3 separate regions of the Mus musculus genome follow, and regions 1 and 2 are each linked to region 3. The links are chromatin contacts, called in public HiChIP or PLAC-seq and Micro-C maps. All regions are on one chromosome and are shown on one strand. Each heading gives the region's core, a stretch centred on a gene start, on an enhancer-like site or on the middle of the called end of the contact. The rest is flanking DNA. Distances are from core to core; before and after follow the strand shown. Region 1 overlaps Rell1 (RELT-like 1). Region 2 has its middle 17 kb from the start of Gm43837. Region 3 holds the start of Tbc1d1 (TBC1 domain family, member 1).

The links. A called contact is a pair of places that touch in the nucleus more often than the background predicts. HiChIP or PLAC-seq counts read pairs in DNA pulled down with a chosen protein or histone mark.
Region 1: a contact with region 3 is called in a Micro-C map of embryonic stem cells, with 3 times the contacts expected there. The contact joins the enhancer-like site here to the promoter of Tbc1d1 in region 3. A contact is called at or near these places in 6 of 39 promoter capture datasets (the C10 cell line, the HPC-7 cell line, cranial neural crest and 3 more), 1 of 484 Hi-C or Micro-C datasets (embryonic stem cells), 4 of 115 datasets of contacts at active chromatin or transcription factors (embryonic stem cells, memory CD8 T cells and pancreatic cancer cells) and 5 of 9 other capture datasets (adipose tissue, bone marrow-derived macrophages, liver and 2 more).
Region 2: a FOXA1 HiChIP or PLAC-seq map of pancreatic cancer cells shows a contact between it and region 3. The contact joins the enhancer-like site here to the promoter of Tbc1d1 in region 3. A contact is called at or near these places in 3 of 484 Hi-C or Micro-C datasets (the N1E-115 cell line, cortical neurons and nephron progenitors), 3 of 115 datasets of contacts at active chromatin or transcription factors (the 230-238 cell line, embryonic stem cells and pancreatic cancer cells) and 1 of 9 other capture datasets (pancreatic islet).

What each region holds. Positions count from the first base shown.
Region 1 is chr5:63,930,310-63,934,522 of GRCm38.p6, reverse strand. It overlaps Rell1 (RELT-like 1), which reads left to right. Exons shown (of 7, transcript NM_145923.4): 4 at 3,988-4,045. Among named protein-coding and RNA genes, the nearest start is that of Rell1, 36 kb to the left of the region's middle. Within about 2 kb of position 1,557, at least 51 of the 459 cell types and tissues checked have an H3K27ac peak or open chromatin away from gene starts, as enhancers often do. A contact at or near this core is called in embryonic stem cells, where this site is marked.
Region 2 is chr5:64,358,681-64,363,326 of GRCm38.p6, reverse strand. No RefSeq gene overlaps it. Among named protein-coding and RNA genes, the nearest start is that of Gm43837, 17 kb to the left of the region's middle. Within about 2 kb of position 2,631, at least 146 of the 459 cell types and tissues checked have an H3K27ac peak or open chromatin away from gene starts, as enhancers often do. A contact at or near this core is called in pancreatic cancer cells, where this site is marked.
Region 3 is chr5:64,157,317-64,161,551 of GRCm38.p6, reverse strand. Tbc1d1 (TBC1 domain family, member 1) reads right to left here and starts at 1,292. Exons shown (of 22, transcript NM_001310611.1): 1 at 1,047-1,292.

The DNA of each region.
Region 1 (4,213 bases), core at 308-2,807, 230 kb after region 3:
CTCCTTACCCCATCTGCTGAAGTGCTACAGTGTCCACTTCTGTTGGCAGATGCCACCGTCCCATCACCAGCCTCTCTCTGGGACCTTGGTCCCCACACCGCTCAGCGAGAGCATCCACCTGGCCCCAGACTGAGAGCTGCACCTGTTTCCCAGCTGTGCTTTGTGTCCTTAGAACCAGCTTTATGAGAAACTGGTGTTCTACTCAGCTTGGAAGTGAAGGAAGGGAGACGCCAAGGGCTTTAGGTCCACGCGCTTCAAGCCTTCTGTCTAGTTCTAAACATTGTCCTGCTTTCAGCTTTGCAATGATATTTCTCTCTTTCAGTTTTGATAGTTTGCAAAAAAAAAATGAATGAATAAATAAACTTAGTAGAATGGTTTTTAGATAAGAACAAAAAGACAAGAACACTTGGGCGTGGGCCTGTTTTTCAGAGATTTCCCATCAGGGCATGGGATTGGCAGTACTGAATCCCAGCACACTAGTTACAACCTAGAGTGTTTTCAGGTTGACTCTGAGGCTAAAATTCGCCACTGTATGCAACAAGCACCTCGTTACCCCACCTTGTATTCCATAGTTCGCGCAACCTCAAACTTGATTTCAATTTAGACTTCACTGTTATTTTCCCAAACTGGCACTCTATATTTACAAATTATAACTGCACTCTGAACTTTTTAAAAGGAATTAAAAAGGAATAAGATGAAGCACACGCTCTCTATTAACATCTTCCTAGGCTCTCTGTTAACCCACAACATTTAGTTTTAATCATTTGTGTTATTGACATACAAGCAGTCTCCTGCATTGTGTTTTTAACTTGCCAGATGGGTAATTTAATTTGTCAGATGTAGTCATGATTTTTTTTAATGAAGTGAACATTGAGGTTTATTAGAATTTTAATATAGATTTAAGCCAGAAGGGGGACAACAGAATCAGACTGAAGGACAGGACAGTGGTACACACTTAGAATGACAAGCTGGCTTCCCAAGGTGACGTTCTTGCTTTGGGTTGAAGTATGTGCCTTTCCTTTTCTAAATCAATTTTAGCTTAGGTCGCTGTCCTTTGGGGTTTGGAGACAGTAGCTGATCTGCTGGGCAGGCACGTTTTGTGGCGGTGTGCTGTCTCACTGAGTATTTCTGAAAGATGTATTCCCGTGGGGGCTGGGAATCAGAGGACCTCTCTGCAAGAGCAGCATGCGCTCTAACCACTGAGCCATCTCTCTAGCCCGTGCTGTGCTTCCAATATAGGATGTGTGCAGATTTCCAACCCAAGCAGTTCTTCACGTCTGACGCCAGCTCCATGCGTGTCTAATTCACTTCTGACTCTGCCAGGGAGTTAGTGTGGTCTACCGCAGGCAAAGGGCTCAGCTTCACAAGGCTGGCCGGCTTTGCCTGGCCCCTCTGTTCCTCTAACGTGCACACTGAGAATCTGAGAATCCCCCAGTCCCTTCCTCGGGTTTGCTAGAATGGCTCCCAGAAGGCCGGGATATGCTATTACATTCAGTGCTTTGTTAAAGGGGAACACCTAGAGGCGGGGAGCCAGGCATTGGGTTAGTGCCAGAGTTGTTATCCTCTAATCACACTGGGCGGGCCTTTCTGATTACTGGCTCCGCCCTGACTCACCTTGTTATCCTAGACTGAGTTTTACCAAGTGGCTCATTATGAATGACAAAAGACACTCCTATCTGACTCCGGAAGTTTCACTAGGGAAATTCTTCGGGTTTTTCAGAGCTCTTTTACACACCCACACACTTTTCTTCTTAATCCGGAGACCTGGAACTACCCCAGTGCTATCCCGAGTTTACCTTTCTCTACAGAGCCAAACTGAGGAGTGTTTGTGTGGTCAGTGGGGGTTTCCTAGCATTGTGTAGGAGTTTGGAGAGCATCAAGGATAGTAAATAATTTCTCATTTTACTTAACGGGCACTCGTCATAATATATAGGGAATTGTTTTCTCAGGTAAGTTTATACAGTTTTCTTTTGAATGCTTATCACTATAAAAGTCTGTTACAGCCAGCATGACCTCATTCCCTTTGTTGTTGTTTCCTCTCTGGTCACATTTGGTAAACTATGGGGACGTACACACTGGCCATTTCCTGTGTATTTTACAGAAATCGCATGTGAGACTATACTTCTTTATTAGTTCATCTTCTGTTAATTCATAATGGAATATACAGAGCTAGTGCTTTTTAAAAGCAGAGTAGTTTGCTGTAGCTCACAGTTTGGAGGATGGAGGTCCAAGATCAGGTAGCCTCATTGATTTGGACTCTGGAGTGAGGGTCCACCTGGTTGGGTCACATCTTAGTGGATAACAACATGTCGGGAGCATGGGGGAAAGGCAAAGAACACATGGTGACCAGGAAGCCAGAGAGAGTGGCTCTCTCCTTGTGGAGGCTAAGACTCAAATGCAGGGACTCCTGCGTACGCTCTGCTGCTGAGCTATAGCCCCAGTCCTCTCACTTTTATACCAACCCTTTCCTGGGAATGAAGGCTGAGAGAGAGTATCCCAAGAGCTGTCTGACTTCTGAGGCCGTGTTCCAGTAACCTCATCACCTTCCCTGGATTCAGAAGGTTGGACCATTTCTCATAGCTCCTCCTCCCATGAGGCCAGTTTGCTGCCATCCAGTACCAGACTTGAGGGAGAGTGGCATCAAAAGGGTGCCAAGCCAAGCATAGCGATGACAGCACGGACAGAAGTGGTAATGGGGGTTTTAACACAGGAATCTTTGGGGCACCAAAGCACATGGAAATCAAAGCAACATACCAACCTATTATCTGAAAGAAAATTCTTTTCCTGAATCCCCAATATCAGTCAAACATGAAAGTGACATGTATCACAAGATTATGAAGTGTGTCAGAGTCAATGTGTCATTTTTTGTTGTATGGGGGGGATATTATAGATCTAATTCAGGGCTTTTTTTTTTTTTCCCCTTAAATAACAAAAACATTTGGTTTTATAATAAAAACTCATGTTTGGCAGTTCATTTGGACACCCTCACCATTGTGAAGGGCAAAAAAAAAAAAAAAGGTAGTTTTTTAAGGAAAGCGATGACATGTGTAAATATTTCTTAGAAATACTGCCCCCACCCCCTTGGATTCCTAAAAGCTGCATTGTGGTGCTGTGATCCCCAAGGTAGCGGAGACTGGAGATCATGGGGGAGCCCAAAACAAAATAAGACAAATCAAAATGACAACAAACTCACTCTCTTTTATATGTAAGGCAACAGATAGGCCATAGGCCATAAGTGGATCTAAGTCTTTGGTATTGTATTTTCATGGGAGGATGGGTAGGGGAAAAAGTGGGAGAGGCAAAAAGGAAGTCAGGCTGTGAAGCACACAGCACGTGGGCCCTTGCCTCTCAACTCTCCCAGCAGCAGAGTTAGAACTCTGAGTTAAATGTCCTTCTCAGGGGATGTCATGTGATGTAAACTGCTACAAGCTACCTATCATTGGCTCACGTGGTAAATCAGTAATCCTTTTATTCTTTCTTCTCTGGAGAATTTATTGTGGTTAGTCATGGGATGGGAACGGTGCTTTAAAAATGAATGGAAAAGGTTAGGAGTTGGTAATAGCATTTGGCCTTGACAATTAAATAGCCAAAAGAAACTTGACTTTCACTGCAGCCTTTGACTGGCTACTCTGAGAAGTCAGGACGTAGGGTGTGGGTGTGGGTGTGGGTGTGGGTGTGGGTGTGGGTGTGGGTCAAGCCTAAGAAGCTTGGGTTCTGTGTGTTGACAGCTCACATCCACAAGGTTTTAAAACATGAACACTGTAATTCTAAGTTAAGCCCGCCTATGTCAGATAAATTTGGAGTGTTTGTCCCAACTTAGGGGCTTCTGCAGTCCTAGATCAGAGTAACAGCATTGGCCACCTGGGAAGTAAACCTTCTCCGACCTTCCTCATCTGGGCCTCTGGGGACTGAGGAGGAGCGCGGTGTCTCACGGACAGCTTTTCTAACATGGCTCTGATTGCTCACTTAGTTCTTTTTCTTTCTCAGCGAATGCAGATATCTTGAAAGCTATGGTAGCTGATAACAGCGTGGGCGATATTGAAAGGTGAGTGCCTCTCTCCCAGTGGATGGAGACAGTTTTCATTTGCTTGTTCAGATTGATTCCCTTGGTACTGTGTCCAGCCGGAGCTGGCCTCTAGCCTTGGGTACTATTGGCATTTGGGGTCAGGCAAGTCTTCGCTGAGAGTAATGGCTAGCACAAGATGGACTATTG
Region 2 (4,646 bases), core at 1,382-3,881, 200 kb before region 3:
CAGTGCTCCTAGAACAAGGCCACAACACTATGGAGCTGTGACACACACACATGCTCCTTCAAAGATTTTTTTTAGTAGCCACATAAATAAAAGTCAAACATTTAAAGGTGAAATTAAGGTTAAGACTCTATTTAACCCACTCTATCAATAATGCTGTTTCAGAATGTAATTGATATAAGCATTATTACCAGGACACTGTGCACTCTCTTCTTACCTGAGGCATGAAAGCTCTGATGAGCACCTTATATAGAAGTGTGGCTGTCTGCTCTGGTTAACACACCCAGGGCTCTGAGGCTGCCTGGGCCCGGGGCTACAGAATATATCAGTGACATTCTAGAACATGTGTATGGCTTTCCTTGTCTTGCTTGGGAGTCTTCATCTGGGGGCTCCCTGCTCTGTTGGGAAGATGGCAGGAGCTGTGTTTAACTACCCTCCAGGCCTGTCTAAAGAAACTGGAGGGAAAGGTTGTTACTTGAAGGTGGAGCTAGGTCATGTGTGACCCAGGCTTAAAACACCTGCTACTTCTCCCAGGACTTCCGGCTGGTACCACTTGGTCTGGGGTGGGCTTGCATTATGGGAATTGTGACTAACATAGGGAAAGTATCCTCCCTCATCCACTGAGCTGCAGGTCACGGGGTTGATGGCTGCTCTGCTTGTAGCTGGAGTTTTCTTCCTCTCTAGTCAGTCTAGATATAAGGAGAGTACGTGTATCCTTTAGAAACAGCGGTCAAGACAAGGGGAGAGTAAGCAGGGATTGGGTCAAGCAAGAGTCCATGGTCGTCTAGGAGAGGGTAAGCATTTTGTTGTTGCTGTTGTTGGGTGTTTTGTTTCTTTTGGTTTTTCTTTTACCTCTTCTCTAGCTGTCACAGCCAGCAGGAAGCTCTTCAAGGGGATGGATGGACTGGATCCAGAAATAAAAATGGTGGACAGAGAGATGCTTGGGCCACCAGCTGATGGCAGGTGAGCAGCTTTGCAATGCAGCCTCAGGGTGCTAGAAAGGTGTACTGGCTAATTGGTACCAGGAGTGGGGTATTCCTGTGACAACCTGACCATGTTTTGGGGAGGACTGTGGAAGGACTTTGGAACTTTGGGCCAGAAGATCCATTTGGTGTTAAGAGCTCTGTGGGATGTTATGTAGGAGCTTGGAAGATAGTGTTGAGAACAGTGCAGAAGATGGAGACCTGGCTTGTGAAATTTCAGAGGGAAGATTAAAGACTCTTTTCAGGGCCATTGCTATTTTGATTGTGAAGATTCTGTGGTTCTGGTTAGCTGGGGCTGAAGAATCAGCTGAGATTAACAAGATACCAGAACTACTAAAGCAAAACCTTTGGATTACTGGGACTATTGATGCTGGTTAGCTGGAGCTAAGAAATTAGTGGTGATTAAGAAGAGACCAGCATCATTGAGGTGACATCTTCTGGGAAGTGTTTTCTGAGAGCACCGAGGCTGTGTTCTAGAGATAGCCAAGGTGGTACCTTGTGCTGCAGTGAGACTTGATAATATGTAAGAGTCAACCAGGTGGTATTGGTTTTAAAGGCATGAAGGGGTCACGCAGAGCAGCTGAGGCTCGGCACTGTGAGAGGCCATGGAAGGCCATTGGTGAAGGTGCAGCCTCAGTTGAAGTTGATGGCCCAGAACTGAAGGGGTCATGTATTGTTTTGGAGATGCCAGTACTATGAGATGACCACCAAGAACAGCAGCAGCAGTGAAGTACAGGCAGCTGGAGCCTAGAAGACAAGATGTGTGCTACAAAGGGCATGGCTGGAGAAGTGACCCAAGCCCTTGGAGGAGCCCAGAAGATCGTGAGTTGGATCCCAGATATTGGACAGTTGGAGTTTAATTATTGCTTTTGATTGTGACTGTGCCCTGATATTTTTCCCTCTTGAAGGAAGACAATATTTTAGTAGATCCCACAGTTAAGAGACTTTTAATTGTAAAAAGACTTTGGATTTTAAATGATATTGGATATTTTGAAAGGATTGAACTTTTAATATGCAAAGACTGTGGGACTTTTAAAGTTATTTAAGATCTTGGGGATGAATAAGAACTAAGGGTTGAGGCTTACTAGTAATGTGTTTGTGTGTCAAGTTGACAAGGGGTCAATTGTTACTGGCTAATTTTGTGTCAATTTGACACAGGCTGGAGTTATCACAGAGAAAGGAGCTTCAGTTGAGGAAATGCCTCCATGAGATCCAGCTGCAAGGCAGTTTCTCAATTAGTGATCAAGGGGGAAGGGCCCCTTGTGGGTGGTGCCATCCCTGGGCTGGTAGTCTTGGTTCTATAAGAAAGCAGGCTGAGCAAGCCAGGGGAAGCAAGCCAGTAAAGAACATCCCTCCATGGCCTCTGCATCAGCTCCTGTTTTCTGACCTGCTTGAGTTCCAGTCCTGACTTCCTTGGTGATGAACAACATTGTGGAAATGTAAGCTGAATAAACCCTTTCCTCACCAACTGCTTCTTGGTCATGATGTTTGTGCAAGAATAGAAACCCTGACTAATACAAAAGGCTTCTTGGGTTTCTGGGGTATCTGCAGCATTTGTGGGCTCAGCGGACCTTTGCAGTTGACAGTTCCCAAATATGTCACGTGAACAATAGTTTCTAGTGAGCTGAGCCTCTTTTGATCTGATCTGCCCAGTCAGTGGTGCAGCACTTCCTGCCTGGGAGGTGTCTGCGGGGGCAGCTGCCTACGCCCCACTGAGTCACAGGAGGAATGTGCTAGAACCTTCTAGAAAAACCTGGGAAGGGCAAAAAGGCTAAAAGGTAATTTTGTTGATGCCTACCTCTCCTGACGCCAGGGAGGGAAGCCATGGTTTCAAACTTTCCTGTTCTTGCCAGGATGGCCTAGGGTTGGCCTGTATTTCCTAGGCTTTCATTACTCTCTCAGGGGCCCACAGAACAGTCACCAGAGAAGAGCTGGAATCTGGGTGTAACCAAGCTGGCAGGAGGGAACATATTCTGAAGAGGGATGTTTATGCCCCTCCCTTTGGCTATCAGATTATTGAAACAATGGTCCCCAAGGAAATGGAATTTCCCTGAATCTCATGACGGGAGAAGGAACAGGCTGTGGAGCCTGGCACCAGTTAGGGGGGGAACTTGTTTCCCAGGAAGAGACTTCACACAGTTTTCGTGTGTCAGACTACGTACTTCTTGTCCAATGTCTAAACCTAAACCTCATGAATTGACCTTGAAGATGGGTCACGGTCGGGGTCATCACTGAATGTTGACATGCCTTCATCTTCCTAGTGAATTAGCCTTTTCCACTCTCACTTGTCTCTTTAGTTGGTCCGTTGAGGATGGTGGCTGAGCCTGGCTTGTTAGGGCTGCCAGGGCCCGGGCTCTGACCCGAACTCAGGTAATAGGGGGAGTGAGAGAAATGACTATCCCTGGTTGGACATACTTCCACAGGCCTGTAATCCTGGCATTCTAGAGGCTGAGGCTGGAGGATTGTTAAGAGTTTGAGGCAAGCCTGAGCTGTATGACAAGACCAGTCTGAACTGAAATGACCTCTCATGGCTGACCTCGACAAAGTAAGTGCATTCCTGCCCTCACAGAGCTGGCCATCCTGGGACCAGAGCCACTGAGCAGGGCTAGGCCTCCCTTGTTTTGACTCTTACGGGGGGAAATGGCCAATGGGTACCTTGTTCCTGAAGACAGTTTCCCAGGGAGATTGTTACATCTCCCTCCCTTGAAAAATAATTCGCTTTCTCCCTTATCACTATAAAATCTTAAAATTAAAATGTCGAGGAGATGGGGTTTTTCTGATACTCCCCTTGGTTACAGAAACACTTTAAGTTTAACCAGTGATGCTGAAACTCTGTTTGTGGACTGATGCTGCAGCCTGTCTTGAATCATTCAGGACCCACTGGGCTGCAGGGCAATGGACTCCAGATGGCAGAACCCATATGCAAGCAATGCACAGCCATCGAGTTAAGGAGCTGATCTCAGGCCTGCCACCGGCCGTGGGGTCGTTTGTTTCGGCCTGTGCTTTCTGTCAGGCCCCTTCAGTGAGTGCATTTGGCAAGGGGTGGCCCTAAGCATAAGGACTCAATGCAGGGGTTCACATCAGTGTGGCTCTACTGGAGGCCAGGCTGGGGCTGAAGCAAACTGTCTTTGGCTCCCACACGGCGCCTGACCGCATTTTGACTGTGGGATGACTTTAGCGTTCACTTTGCAAGGGCGTTTCCCTTTGGCTCCCTATGAAGTCATAGAAATTCTAGCTATTTCTGCAGTGCGTGATTGCCTGGTTATTTATAAGAACCATCCATCGGGACCAAGTGTCTCTTGTGTCTGGAGCCGCTTGCGATATCGTAGTTATAAAATGTTTATTTTCTTAGATCAGCTACAGCTGACAAGGCACTCTGTAGCCATTAAAGTTCTTCTAACTCAAGATAGTTTAGATAAGAACATGACTTTTCTGCTGGGGGTTATAACATTAAGAGAGTGTAACTGTCACACAGACCCTTTGGGACCTGGGGTCCCCTGGTGAGGAAGATTGCTGCCAGCATCTTCTGTTCCCTCTAGCTCCCACCCGGGGCTGGGAAAAAGTCTGAGGAGGCAGAGATGAGGTCACTGCAGAGGCAGAGGGACAGCGCCTATTTACAAACACCCTGGCATAAGAAGCTCCACAAGAATATTTCAGCTTACTGAG
Region 3 (4,235 bases), core at 43-2,542:
GGTACAGCTGCCCTCTCCTTCTCCCATCCCACCCCTCCCACCTTGAGCAGGCTCCACAAACAATAAAGCCTAAGTGTGGCCATTCTCCAACTCATGGGAATCCCACTTCACATCGAGGGGGTCTTAAAAGGGATCTTTGCCCATGGAGGTGCAACGCAAAAAGTTTAGAAGTTTAGACTTGTAGAGACAGCTGAGCTTCCTGGGTGTGACCCATTTAAATTAGGTCATTCAAAAATTCCCTTCTAACACCTGGCTCTAAATAGAAGAACGGCTTGCAGCCACTAAGAGGACGAAGGAGGGTTGTACGTAGGAGGTGAATGCCTGCCATCATCAGTACCAGGGCGCTGAAGATGTTTGCTGAGAGAAACACTCATCACTTTCAATTTCTTTTCCTTTTTAAGCAACTTCCGGAGAACAAGGCATTTAAAATAAAATCACAACCAGGAACGCCACACCTAGGTGGGGTTCAAACAGAACGACACATCTTTTAGAAAAGAAGAGAACAGCAACCTGTGAAGTTAGAGTGAGCCTCTTACTCACGTAGCAACCCGGAAGCTGCTAGGAAACAATCAAGCCGGGTTTCAAAATGACCAGCACAGGATGTGCCCATAGAAAGAAATGTTGCGTGCACCGAGAAGCTGCCAAAGTTACCGCTGCAAAGTACCCTGAACTTTCAAAAGGCGGCCTGGGGTCACTCTGACCGGCCTCGTCCGAGCTGGATGCCTTACAAACACTTGTGCCCCGGTGATATTTGGCGGGAGGGAGTGGGGCGGGATATGCAAGGAGGAGGAGCAGGGGACCTGAGCACCTTCGTCGCAGCGCAGAAAGCATCAAGGTTTCTCCCCCCCCCCCCCACCCCCAAGCAGAGGACAACAAGGTAGCTCTGAAATCCCGCCTCTTCCCCCTCCCCCACCAGAGCACCCCAAGAGACCCGGCAGCAACGCCCTTGGGTGGCGGGACCGCGCCTTCTCTGCAGCAAGGGAGCTCAGGGGCATGCTGGAAGTGGAGGGTTGCCCCGCACCCTAAGGACCCAAGGTGGAACCTACCAGTGAGGTGGCACGCTCAGAACTCCGGGCTGAGCTAGGGCGCGCAGGTGCTCCCGGGCACCCAGAAGATGGCCTGGGCGGGCGGGGCGTCCATGGTCCTCAGCTGGCTGTGCTCTTGCCGCCCCACGCTGCTGGGGTGGGGGTCCACTCCACAGTCTCTGCTTCTCTTGCGGGTTGAAGAGACGGTCGGTCCGAGGTGGCTTGCAGCAACAGGCACCGCGGTGTGGCCGGCGGCGGCGACAGCAGCTGAGGAGGAGGAGGAGGTGTCTGCGCGCGGCTCGCTCGCGTTTCCTCCTCCCGGGCTGGGCGAGCGCTGGGGAAAGCAGAGGCGGGGGAGGGGGACAGCAGCCGGAATCTCCCTAGTGAGTCCCCCGGGAGCCAAGAACAGGAGTAGATGCCCTCCCTTCCCCTCCGCACCAAGCGACTCTGGCTAGGCGACTCGGCCCAGACTGGCGAGTCACAGGCGAGCAACAGCTGCTGCAGTGCGGGTCCTCCGCGGCCTCCCTCCCCTCGCTCCCCAGCGGTCCATCCTCAGCCCGCCCAGGGGCCACCAGGCGCCACCCCACGAGAGCTCGGGGAAGGTGCAAGCATCGCCACCCCATCCAGCCTCAGCGCGAAGTCCTGGCCCGGAATATTCCCTGCGTGCTCACAAGTGATTATGGCCCTCCCGGCGGGATGTGTGGTCACACACCGGGCTCTTGACCGCTTATTTATAGCAGGTAGCCCTGCCCGAGGCTGTTTTGGCGTGCGAGGTTCTCAGCAGGTGGCAGCGGAGCCCGCGCTCCCTGAGGGATCCTGCTTCTCTGCACGCACCCTCCGAAACGGACCCGGAGATCACTGCGCAGCGTACCCGCAGGCCACCCAGCCACCAGCCCTTCCCCCGCCTCATCCTTCTTGCATTGGGGTCGAATGGCAGGATGGGGGCTGGTGGGGGGAACCAGGAACCGAAGCAGGATGGGACGCTGGCACTCCAGGCAGCAAAATCGGGGACTCAGAGAAACACCCGGGATGAAGTGCCCTCCGCGGATTAGCCTCTACTAAACCCATCTCTGGCCAGGTGCGGGGAGTGACGCAGAGCCCGGACCGCGCGCTTTTTCCCTCTCTGCGTGCGGAGCACACACACGCACGCACTGCGCGTCTGTGTGCACGCCAGAGAGCCACAGAAACCTCTCAAAGCACCATTCCCGCAAGTTAAAGAGGCAGACTCACTCCAAAGAGCAGAAGGGATCCAAGAAAAGTGAGCGGTGCACGTGGCTTGGATTGTATCTAGAGCCCTCCGTAGCTGCCATGTGGGGTTAGTTCATTCTTTATTACACCATAGTTTGTCTTCCTAGTTTCAGATCGAGAGAGAGAGAGAGAGAGAGAGAGAGAGAGAGAGAGAGAGAGAGAGAGAGAGAGAGAGAGAGAATGAATGAGAATAGATATAGCCAGGAATAGTCTAAGGAAAAGAGTGTTGATTGGTTCGTGGAAAATGCTCCGCAGGAAAAGATCAGGTTATCCAGCTAAACTCTATCGTCTTCAGCATCATACTATCACTGTTTCATGCTTTTATCTTCAACCCCATTGTTAAGTTGTCCTTCCCGCTCTGTGGCCTACAGACCATGGCTACTTCCAGAAGGTCACCACGTCAAGACAAGCGACATGCCAGCCATTGAAGGAGCATCCCAGCCACATTTGGACCTATTGCTTAACTACCCTGCCTGGCAGTCTCCACCATAGAAGGGACAGAGAATTTCTGGAGCATGCTTACAGAATAGGGCCAGAGCCACCTCATCTACCATTTCCTTCCCTTATCTTGTCCTCACCCTGCCACCTCCTCCCTGCAAAACGTTTGATTCTGGAGTGCAGGAAGGCTTAGCAGTCAAGTAGAGACCAGATGGTAAAGGAAGGCAGTGCCTGGGTAGAGTAGCCTAGTAGTCCAGGCTCCAGCTGGTGCTGGGAGGAGGGGGAGCAGTTCATTCCCCCATAAGCTCGCACAAATTCCAGCTCAGAGATGTATACCTTAGAGGCAAGAAACCATGCTAACCCTGACCTGGCCTGGGGAAGTGTTGTGCCCATGTACCAGGCACCAGGCAGCTATCTCTACATCACCTTTCTAGTTCCCAGACACACAATAAAGAATTCGGAACTTTAAAAAAAAAAAAAAACAAAAAACAAAAAACAAAAAACAAACAAAAAAAACAACCCTTAACTGACTTATTGTAGACCTCAGGAGACAGCCTGCCTGCCTCACCCTTTGGGTTCCAGCAGCTCAGGAAGAAATAGTAAAATCTCTAGATCAAGGCTGGCATGTGGGGTTTGCAGAGTTAAAGACTGTCAAACAGGAAGAGAAATCTGTAGTCTCACTGTGAGCAGTGCCAGCCAAGCTCTGGGCACCCACCTGCACCCGTTCTTGTTATAGGAAGGAAGTGGCTCCTCCTCCTGAGGCACAGGAGTTCCAACAGAGCCCCTAAGGCCATCTCTAAGGGGTTGAGACTGAAGTGCAGCAGCAGAGTTCCCTCTGGGCTATGGGATGACATTGGGCTGGTTGACTCTGTGTGTGTGTGTGTGTGTGTGTGTGTGTGTGTGTGTGTGTGTAGCTCTTCCCCACAGGGGCTCCTAGATGGCCTTAGTGACCCAGAGGTCCCTGGATAGACTGTCTTGCTGGCTTGATGGATAAAAGCCACCTCTATCAGCCATGGATGCTGCTCGGTTGCCTTTAGACAATCTCTTCACTTGCCTCCCTGCCCCCAGAACCTCTGAGTACAGCATTCTTTTTAGGACTCCCTCTAGAGAGTCATTCCTATGCTCCAAATTTAGTCACTTGCAGTATAATTAATTATTTATTGGCAAATACTAGCAATATTAATACCAGCTCTAAGATAGCTGTAAGCTCCAGAAAAATAAAACTTACCTTTCCAGTAGAAAGCCCAGAGACAAAGAAAACAGAGGCCACTTGGCTTTTAAAACGTAAAAGGAGCACTTTTAAATCTAGTCTTTGGCTAATGTAGAAAGAAGACCTTTAAATGACAGGGGCCAGGGATGTGGCTCGTTCAGATTGCATGCCTAAGCTGTGTGAAGAGCTGGCTTTGACACCCACATAGACCAAGGGTGGTTGCTGGAATCTAGCAAAACAGAAGTAGAGGCAGGAAGGCAAGGAGTTTGAGGGACGCCTGGGCCATAGGAGACTCTGTCCCCAAAACAATAATA